2 separate regions of the Hordeum vulgare genome follow, and region 1 is linked to region 2. Evidence: chromatin contacts called from public Hi-C data. All regions are on one chromosome and are shown on one strand. The core of a region is the stretch at or near the end of the contact, and the rest is flanking DNA. Distances in the headings are between cores, read along the strand shown. Region 1 has its middle 50 kb from the start of LOC123403895. Region 2 has its middle 5.2 kb from the start of TRNAA-UGC.

Region 1 (5,759 bases), core at 1,394-3,893, 67 kb after region 2:
CACGTGCTAGAGCTGACTCTTCACGAAGAGTCCGCTTTCCTTCTCTCTCCTCTTCTCTCTTATCCAACTCATCAAAAATATAGTATTTTAATCCTTACAGCCTGCTGACTGTACCTTATTGTACTTGCTCTAACATGTTACGGTATCTACCTATGTTACTCTAATCCCCTCTCTCCTCTTTAATTACTTGTCACATCACCATGTTTGCTAGTTCCAAGACTCTGTTACTAGCTATGATACCCCACTATGACCGGCCTTATAGTCTTTGACGATATAAAAGTAGGCAGATTTTCGAAAATTTGTAAATGAAAGTCAGATCTTGATTTATTTTAAGACAAAGGTCAAAACACGAAATTAGTACCCCGCTTTTTATGACCGGCGGCCCAGGTGGGCACCAGCTACCGGCTACGGCTAGACGTGCCGGGAACTGGGAACCGGGTTCCGGAGGATAGACCCATGGCTCCACCTCCCAAAGTCCGTTCCACATCTGGCTCGTCCTTCGATCGACCCGCTCCCAGACGTCCGAACATGCCTCTACCCTGTCTAGTGTAGGCCTCGCTGCCTCGAACTCATCGCGGCCGTGGGGCGGAAAAGTCGCCACCCACAACTGTATTGTACTGTACTGTATGAGCACACGATACTACAGCACTGTGCTACGGTGAGCTATTCGAGATAAACCACGATCGACGACCCTGATTTAGGTATAGGGGATGAAAATGACAGTGTTTAAAATTAATGCTTGTGACAGGGATAACTGAAAAAGCGCAATAAATACTGGTGAGAAGCAGCCTGCAGACTAATCCAATGGTGTGCCTTTTGGCACGTTCAGAGCTTCGGACCAGTCTTGTCTCTGAGTTTCTTACCAGCAAGCAGGTGAAGATTTTGGCCCAGCACGAAATCGGTGGGCCGTTTTAGCTCACTTCACTTTCTAATTTGTAGTAGTATATCCTTGTTCAGGTTCTTGTCCCGTCAGCCGCTGTAGGACGAGGAGAATATGACTGTTCACACCAACGTGACAAATGCTCGTGTATCGGTTAGTTTGGCCGTCTCTCCCGTTGGCTCATGTATGTATCAGACACCGTACAGAGCTAGAAATCCCCTACAGGTTTAATGGCCAACGCTCAGGCAATCCCCAGATTTGCTGGGGCTGGCAAGTGGACGGTCGCACTCCGGTGCAGTATTCAGTCGTATGTGGCGTGCCGAGCATCTCCAACAGTGGCGTAAAAAGACGCGCGCGCGGTAAACGGCTATTTTTACGCGTGCGGTACAGTTTGACGCGTTCCAGCGGCGGCGGGAAAAACGCACGCAGGAACCGCTTGTGCGCGTGCGTGAAAAGACGGCAGCTCGCGCGTCAGTTTTGCCGCGCCGCTTCCCGCGCGCCTATAAAACGCAGCGCTCTCCACCGCTCCCTCGCGCGCCGCCACCGCTCTCTCATCCTCTACCTCGCGCGTCGTCACCGCCCCAGCGCCACCGCCCCCGACGCGCCACTATGCCGCCGTGCCGCCGTTCTGCGTTGGGCTACCGCGGCGTCCGCCAACGCCCCAACGGCGGGTTCTACGCCGAGATACGCTCCGGCGATCTCCGGCTCAGCCTCGGCACGTACGACACGGCGCACGAGGCCGCCCGCGCGTTCGACGCGACGGCGTGGCGCCTAGACAGGCCGCGCCGTCAAATGAACTTTCAGGACGTCCACACGCTCCAGCAGGCGCTGGACGTCGCCCCCCCGCCTCGTCTAAACTCCGCACAAGACCGTGCGGAGCACACTGCGCGGCAGCGTCGCCTTCTCGTCGCCGAGGAGGACGAGCGGGTCATGACGAAGTGGCGCCGGCGTCACCCGGAGGACGTCGCCTACGAGCAGGATTATTGGGCAAGACGCCGCGAGGAGGACACGCGCCGGCGCCGCGAGGAGCGGTTGGACAGGCGTCGGCGGAAGGCATTGGCGAGTGCGCAAGCCGACATCGTCGCAGCAGGCGGGAGGTCCTTCTTCACTGAAGAAAATAACCGTTGGTTGGACATCTGGTTGTCAACCTCTGACGACACCAACGACGATGACGATGGTGGTGATGATTGAAGCGACTGGGATTAATAAAAGTTTTATGTTTTCGAACTATCTATCTACTTGCACCGAACTATCTATCTATATTTTCGAACTATCTATCTAGTTGCAATCTATGTAAAATAACTTTGTATCTTTTTTATTGTATGCAATCCTTTTATTTTGTCCATTTTGTAATTGAAAATGTTGTGCGCACGCTGCATTTTTGTGCGCTGCTGGAGCGGCGTGCGCGCTGCACTTTAGTGCTGCTGCTGGAGCCAGCGCTGCGCGACACGTCAAACCAGGCGATGGACGCGTGACAAAAATGTTTTTTAGGCGCGGCGCGAAGCGCGGCTGTTGGAGATGTTCTTAACAACAACGAACACACAAACTAACTCTTCTCTTCCCCCTGATTTTCAGTGGGGATGGGACCCCTCATCCCTTAATTACCAATCACAATCTTACACATCAGTTTGTACATAAAATCTTTACGTAAGCCTTTGTAGGTGTAGCATTACTCAAAAAAAAACGCGCTCATACCGCTGCCTTGCTGATGGGCTGTGGGGCAGCGGATGCGTGGGCCGATGGTCTGTTTCTACATCACGGCTTTCGTCCCACACAACTCCGTCACGGACCACCCACTAAAAAAACTCATCACAGACCAGCCCACCACTTATATTGAACGTCTTCAGTGGAAGAAAAAGAGAGCTGGGCCGATGGGGTGGACTAGATCGGTCGCCCACGATTTGCACCGATTTTGTTTTCTCGACAGAATTTTCATAGATTCTTTTGTCTGTTTCTTTTCTCTTTTGTATATATCTGGTTTTCTTTTGGCTATCCTTAATTGTTATATATTTTGATTTTTAATTCATTCATATATTTCGAATTTATGGATATTGTTCGAATTTCATGAAATTTTGTTTGTTTATTTTTCTATGTGTTTAAAAAATGGCCATCCATTTAAAAATGTTTATGTATTTATTAAAGAAAAAAAATGAAAATAGAAAATGAAAAAATGGTGATGTGGTAGAAACCCAAAAATAACATGCACACGTTGCTAAAGTGAAAAATCACCAAAATGCACATGAAGTGAAGTCACATGAATTTTTCGCATGTGGGATTCAGATTAGTATTTTCCACCTTAAACAGAGAATACGATATGCATAGAATGTTCAACCCCCGCACTCCACCTCCCCCACCAATTGTAAATAACCCAAGAGTAGCTTAACTCATAAGTGAAAAATGTGGCTATAGCGAGGTGCGCTCCTTTATGTCTAGTGATGTGTACGTGTCCCATTTGTACTGCAAAAACAAGCTTGTGGTGCGTGTGAAAACAACGAGTGCACTACAACTACCAACAATGTTCCCACCATCTCTCCTCGTATCGAGCATCGTCAAGCTCCGGCTACACATTAGACCATTCCCCAATTTCTTGTGATTTCTAATCGTTTCTGCTACGACTGACTCGATAACCAAGACTAATGTGGTCATATATTTCAACTTTGTTGTACATGCCGAGTTGCTACCCTCTAAGCCGCAAGGCTTGGCTTTGTTTCAACTTCAAGAGGCGGTCCGGCCTTTACATGATGTTGTGTCACCTTCACCAATGTCCTCTTATTTTGGCAATCTTCTCATACTAAACCGTCTAGCGTCTACCATTGCACGTCAATCGCCTCCTCCCTCGCCCCCTTTGACGTCATGGTTCAGTGAGCATTCCTCGCACCTGATACGGTCTTGTACGTCATCTACGTGGAACCGCCGATGCTACAGGTGTAAAACAGGAGACCAAGTTTTGGTTGGAGAGGATCACACAGCTCCATATGAACCCGCGTATACTTTTATATATTGCAGAGATCAGATGGCGTGCAAGTGAGCCTGTTGATGAAGGACATTGAGAGGGGCAAACCGAACAAGGACCCCAAATTTTGGGGCCCATATGATCAAGTATTACTCTACTTCAATACACCCATATGTATAAGAAGTTGGCTTAATGGTCAGATCTACACCCTTCGTACCAATAATACATGATGTTTTAGCAGTTCAATTTGAGATGCTAAAACGTTATATATTATGGTGCACACGGAGTATTTGATACCTACATGGGTCAAATAGGTGTGGCTTCGACCACAACTAATGGAGGTGGGTCCACCCACTTCGTCACCGTGCATCCAAATTCATGTTTCGTTTTATCCTGAAGCGTTTCCCTGACCTTTTCCAGTTTTATTTGGTATTTCTGTTTGTTCGGTTTACAGTTGTTTTCTTCTTTCTTTCCAATTTATTTTTGGTTTGATTTTTTTATCTTTTTGGGATTTTATTCTGGTTGAGATAGTTCATTGTTCCTTTTATTTTAATCTGATTTATGTGTGTTTTCTCTTTCTTCTTTCTTTCTTTTGAAATTTCTTTCGGGTTATAATCTTATCATACAGTTTTTTTCCTTCGGTTTTCCTCATTTTTTATTTTTTTATTTTTTACTATAAAAAACATTATCCTGAAATATTATGAACATTTCTGATTTAGATATTTAACATTCTTTATATGCGTTTAACTTTTGCTAATATACGCTCTCCATATGTTGATATATGATGAATATTTTTTAATTCTTAGTGAGATTTTCAGTAATAAACATTGAACATTATTTATTATACTGTGAACATTTTTAAATGCCTCGTGAGTTTTTCTATAATTTATAGTGATTTTTTATAAAATACACATTGAACTTTTTCCATATTATACATTGAGCATTATTTTTTTACAACATTTTTTTGTAATATAGAGTGAACATTTTTTTTATGCACAATGGGCATTTTGAAAAAATGATACTTTATTAAACTTTTTTAATAAGTTCTTTAATATTTTCGATCCTAAGATAAATCTAACAACCAATTTTTCCAGAAGAAAACCGGTAGAACAATCAAAGAAAAAACATCAAATAAAGGCCATTTGCACAACGAGCGCACAAGGCAGCTAATTTTGATTAGTTTAGGGGGGGGGGGGGGCAACCCATTGAAATTGAGAGGGGCTGAAATGAATTATAGAAAGGTTCTATAATACTCGAGTAACAACCCATACATCTACCAGTATTTGGCCTATTTGATTTTAAACCCTTGTGAGTCCTCAACCATTGGACGTCTATAGGCATCTAATAGAAGGAGGTTCCAGCTTAACCACCGACAAATTCAATAAACACTTATGTAGCAGCACACGACAAGGGCTCACCAGCAAAGCCGAGAGCAACTAGCTAAAGGTTACCCCTTGCGGGGGACCTTTATTTGTCACTTTTAGAGCATGTAAGTCGTGTGTCGAATCACTGCCACATATCACATGTCATGCACTTCCTTTGAATTCGTTTTTTCGATGGGTTTTTGGGTTTTAGATGGGTTTTTTCGGCTTTTCGGTTTTTGTGTGGTTTCTGCAATGAAAAGAAAATTATGACTTCTTTTGCGCGAAAAAATTGTGCTTCCATCAGAATCACCTATTCGCTTTTCATAGAGGCATACATTTGCTTCCCCGAGAACCACAAATATGCTTCTCGGAAAGGGGGAAAAGCGTGATTTTTTTGTGTGCTTCCATGAGAAGCACATATTTGCTTCTTGTGTTGGCACATATTTACTTTCACAAGGGAAACAATATCAAAATTTGTTTGCGGTTTCTTTTTTGTGTGCTTCCATGAGAAGCATAAATTCGTTTGCACATTTTTTTGTGCTTCTCAAAAAGGCCAAAACTC
Region 2 (5,302 bases), core at 2,392-4,891:
GGGGTGACAAATCGACGGGAAGCAAGGCATCTCCCGATTTGTTTTTTTAAATAAAGCGAGCCCTCTGAACACGCACCAACCAGCAACCAATGCATTACTATTATTCTGAACAAAAATCAAAAGAAAAGCCGCATGCCTATGCCGCCTCGGATCAGTTTCTTTCCAAACCCAAGATGACAAATTTGGCAGGACCACGCTTTCAAATTTCAAGATTCAAACGGAGGGGGGAGGCGGCCGCTTACAGGAGGATCCTGGAGACGAAGCCGCCCATAATCTTCTCCGACGGACCGTCTGCGCACAGCACCCAGATCCAGAGCACGGGTCAGAGGACGCCGCCGGCGCCGGAAAGGAGACGGCGCGGGCCGCGGGGGGGAACCTGACTGAAGAGGGATCTGGACGGAGGGCGGCCGGAGGTGGGCGCCGCGTGACCGACGGTGGAGAGGGCCGTCCGGGTGCTCGCGCCTCCCCCTCCTGCCTGCCTCTAGGGACCGGAGGCTAAATATACCCCGGAATGCGGTGGAAGGGAATGCGGGGAGGGAGAGGGAGAGCCCGAGGAGAGGCGAGGCGAGGAGAGCAAGCCGGAGAAACCTCGAACGACGGCTTGGTGGGGCGCTGGATCTGAGGAAGGAAGAAGAAACGGAGACGCTCGAGCGTGTTGGGCGAGCGGCGCGGTGGCCGAGTGGGGTGCGGCAGGCGGGGAGCGTTGCGTGGGCAGATGGTCCCGTGATGCTGGTGGCTGGATGGTCCCGGGATTACAGGGGAGGTTGCTGGGCATTTTCTCCTCTTTTTTTTCTTGCGTGATTGGAAGTTTCCTTGGTGAAGTATGTTCAGCCAATTGTAATTGCTAAGTACACCCAGCAAACGGTGGATTAACGAGGGCTGTTAGATTAAGATCTGTGGGATTAATCGTGGGGTGCTGATTGGTTGTTTTTTTGTGGGGCGTTTTGTGGGGTGTCTGTAGTGTAATACTTGTTGGATTGTTTAATAGTAGTATATATGATGTTTTCAACCGTTTTTTTTATTTTCGAAACTTTCTAGTAGGCTCCTCACGCCTGTTTTTCTTTTAGTGTCTCTTTATTTCTTTTTTCTATTTCTATATCTTTTATGGTTCTTTGTATTTTCTTTCACCATTTCGTTTTTTTATTTTACAAAAAATATTTTAAATTCGAAAAAGTGGTTTCTTAAAGAAATTCTAAGAAAATAGAAATTCAATTTTTGTTCGCTCTTTTTTTTAAATGTTCAATAATTAGAAAAAAGATCAGATTTTATAATTTTGTTCACTTCTGTTGGAAAAATTGTCTAAATTTAATTCAAATTGCAGAATTACAAGAAAATGTTTTGCGTTTTAAATTTGATTAACAAAATAAAAAATTGTCAATAAATTCAATACAGATGTTAACACTTTTAAAATTTGTTCACACACTGAAGAAATGGTCATGATTTAAAATTTGGTCTCAAATTCCAAGACAATGTACGCATTTTAAAATTTCGTTCACAAATTCAAAAATATTTAACAACCTCAATAAATGATCCTATTACCCAAATTTGGTCAAAAATTCAACAAATGCTAGCATTTAAGAAATTTGTTCACCAATTTTAAAAATGTTCATGTTTATATATTTGCAAATTCAGAAAATGTTTCCGGGACTATTGAAAAAAGTCTTGAGATTTTATAAAAATGTTCCAAAAATTGTTCACGTTTGAAAGAAAGTAAAAAAAAGTTGCGTTTTCCAAAAAAAGTTCATAATTTCGGAAAATATTCCCCTATTCAATTTTGTTACTTCTTTCCATAAAAATAATGATTTTCCAAAATAATGTTCATGTCTCAAAAAAATTTCTTTTTCCAAAACATGCTACCATTTGAAAAAACTTGTTCATGATTGTCGAAAAATGTTTGAAACTTAAAAAAATGTACCTCTATCAAGATTAGTTCATAAATGTCAAAAGAATTGTCTTTTCCGAACTTTTTAACAAAATTCACTAATTTTCAAAAAAAAAATCAAAACTTTTTTCTGATTGACCAAAATTGTTCAGAATTTGTTTTTAAAAAATCCATCTTTCACGATTTTTTCAACAATTTTTAAAATGATTATTTTCTCAAAAAAAATCACAAATTCGAAAATTATTCACATAGTTTAAAAACATTCCAGTGTTTATCAAAATAGGTCGTGTAGTTTTTACAAATGTCCCTTTATTAAAAAAAATCACAACTTCATAAACTGTTCACACTTAATAAATGTTCCCGTTTTCAAAATTTATTAACAAATTTAAAAAAAAATCCTGTTTTCAAAATTTGTTCACAAATTTAAAAAATGTTCCGTTCAAGAAGTGTTCACGTTTTTTAGAAAAACTTGTTCTTGATTATCAAAAATTGTTTCTTTTTCCAAAACTTGTTCTTGATTAAAAAAAAATCTTTTTCCAAAACATGCTACAATTTAAAAAAACTAGTTATTGATTGTCGAAAAATATTTGAAACTTAAAAAAATGTACCACTATCAAGATTAGTTCATAAATCTCAAAAAAGTTTGTCTTTTCCGAAATTTTTAACAAAATTCACTAATTATTCCCATTTTTCTAAAACTTATTGCTGATTGCCCAAAATTGTTCAGAATATTATTTTTTTTTAAATCCATCTTTCACTATTTGTTCAACAGTTTTAAAAATGATTGTTTTCTCAAATTTTGTTCATAAATTCGACAATTGTTCACATAGTTTAAAAACATTCCAGTGTTTATCAAAATAGGTTGTGTAGTTTTTAGAAATGTCCCTTTATTCAAAAAAAATCACAACTTCATAAGCTGTTCACACTTAATAAATATTCCGTTTTCAAAATTTATTAACAAATTTAAAGAATGTTCCCGTTTTCACATTTTGTTTACAAATTTTAAAAATGTTCCGTTCAAGAAGTGTTCACGTTTTTTTATAAAAACTTGTTCTTGATTATCAAAAATTGTTTGAAATTATATAAAACGTATCATTTTCAAGATTAGTTCACGAATGTAAAAAAAGTTTGTGTTTTCCGAAATGTCTAATGAATTTCACCAATTATTCCCAGTTGTTCCAAAACTTGTTTGTGATTGCCCAAAACTGTTTGAACTTAAAAATACGTTCGATGTTTCAATATTTGTTAAAGAAATAAAATTCAAATTCTAAAATTGTTCACATGTTTTAAAAATATGTTATTGTTTATCGAAACTGGTCTTGTTATTTTTGAGAATAACCCTTTACATAAAATTTGTTCACAGCTTCACAAATTGTTCCTGCTTTTAAAATTGGTTACAAATTCGAAAATTTACCATAAATTTTCAAAATTAATTCGTGTTTTTCAAAAACGTCTAGAATTTTTTAAAGAATTTTAAGAAACTAAAAATAAAAGGAAAATCAATCCATTCTGCAGGTGTAGGTAATTCTACAATATTAGGGTCACGTATACACCACGAACTCTGTTTGGCCGGAGTGGCTAGCTACCTGTGTCTACTCTGGCATGATCGTGAGATCAAATCTGAGTAACCCATAGCATTTTTTATTTTTTACTCCGTACGGAGCTCCTTCTTTGGCCGGCCTAGTCGGAGGACTACCCTGTGCGTGGCCGCGATATTCTGCCGCATAATGCGGTAGATAGGAAGTCCTTGTATTCGGACCCTCTATTTTCTAGTCCATCTCTAGTTGAGCCTGCGCTTTTTTACATGGAAATCCCACTGTGGATTATGTCCGGCTCCTCTATTTTTTCTAACCTATCTGTAGTTGGGCCTATGCATTTACTTTCAAAGTCCAGTGTGGACCATATTTGTTCGCTTTATTCATGTGTCATTTTCATCTCCCCGGTGTGGATCATATTCGGTCCCTATATTTTCTTGCCTATCTTAAGTCGGGCATATGCTTTTACTTTGAAAGCCCAGTATGGATCATATTTGACCCTTCTATTTTTCTAACACAACTGCGTTGGGCTTGCGCTTTTACTTTGAAAGCCCAGTGTGGATCATATTCGGCTGCTTTATTCTTGTGTCATTTTCTGTGAGTTTCTTTTTTCAAATCATTAATTGAGGAGTACCTCATTTAAAGGTCACTTCCACCTCCCCAGAATGCGAGAAGTGGCGCACTGCATTATGCCACTTCACGCAACCTGGAAGTTTTTCCTTTTTCGTGAATCCATTATTTCGAAATGTTTTATCTCTTAAAAAATGCGTTCAAATCATAAACCATTTTCAACGTTGGACTTCTTGCATCGAGACGTTTAAAACTAGACCACATGTCGATAAATTTTTACGAACTATTTCTTTCATGAAAAAACCGTGCCTTTCACAGAAAAAAAAATGAGTTTTTGTCGTTTCTGAAGCATAACCGTGCCTCTTGCGAAAGCATAACCATATCCCCCGAGGAATTCAAAAAAATTGTTTTCGAAATAAACATGTGTACCTCTCACAGAAGCAAAATCGTGTGGTTGAGGAAGGAAAAAAGATATTTCTTTTTTCCATTTCCAAGAAGCATTGTGCCGCACGAGGAAGAAAAAAAGAACGTGTTTTTTGAGCAAAAATATTGTTGATTATTTTTACCAAAATCTAAAGAAGGCTTGTGGAAAATCGAAACACGGAAAAAAACAAGAAAAAAACAACTAAAAAACAGAAGACATGTGCAAAAAAAAATTAAAAAAACTAAAGGGTACACTCAGAGCGTGACACAAAATAACGACTCAAAACGCACCAAGTGGCAACTCCTGAGAGTGATCCTTCACAGGCTCCCGAAGAAGCGCTCTTTAGATAGTTTCTCATTTTTTCTTTTTTTGCACCCAATTTCCTCTGAGGCATAATCTCCTCTTTTATTTGAGACTTACTTTCAAATCCCAGTGTGGATCATATTCGGCCCCTCTATTTTGTAGGCCATATTTAGTTGAGCCTGCGCTTTTACTTTGAAAGCCCAATATGGATCATGGGACTTTCTATGTGCCGCATTTTCGAGCGAATAACCAGCGCGACCCACAAAAGGTGTGCGGCCGGGCTGACCCATTGATAGGCAGCGCGAGGTGTGTCTACGTCAGTAAACATCGCAAAAATAGAAGTCAAGCAGGGAGGAATCGGACCCGTGATGTCAATTTCTACCACAAGTGTTGCTAGCCAACAGAGCAAGTCGCTACATGTGAACAATAACGCATCGTTACAGTATTTAAGAAATTACTATTGCGGTATATCTCCCGTTGAATGTTATTTTCCGTATGTGTAGTGTGGCATACAGATTTTTGAAAATTGAACACATTTAGAAAAATGCAAAAACAGTTTTTAGGAATTGTGAACAAAATTTGAAACTT

Evidence for each region. Hi-C and Micro-C count contacts between places; a contact is called where the count stands out from the background.
Region 1: a Hi-C map of leaf shows a contact between it and region 2, with 6 times the contacts expected there. The contact joins two enhancer-like sites. A contact is called at or near these places in 4 of 6 Hi-C or Micro-C datasets (leaf and seedling).

Annotation. Positions count from the first base shown.
Region 1 is chr6H:388,272,373-388,278,131 of MorexV3_pseudomolecules_assembly, forward strand. No RefSeq gene overlaps it. Among protein-coding and RNA genes, the nearest start is that of LOC123403895, 50 kb to the left of the region's middle. Within about 2 kb of position 2,644, at least 3 of the 3 cell types and tissues checked have open chromatin away from gene starts, as enhancers often do. A contact at or near this core is called in leaf, where this site is marked.
Region 2 is chr6H:388,204,335-388,209,636 of MorexV3_pseudomolecules_assembly, forward strand. No RefSeq gene overlaps it. Among protein-coding and RNA genes, the nearest start is that of TRNAA-UGC, 5.2 kb to the left of the region's middle. Within about 2 kb of position 3,642, at least 2 of the 3 cell types and tissues checked have open chromatin away from gene starts, as enhancers often do. A contact at or near this core is called in leaf, where this site is marked.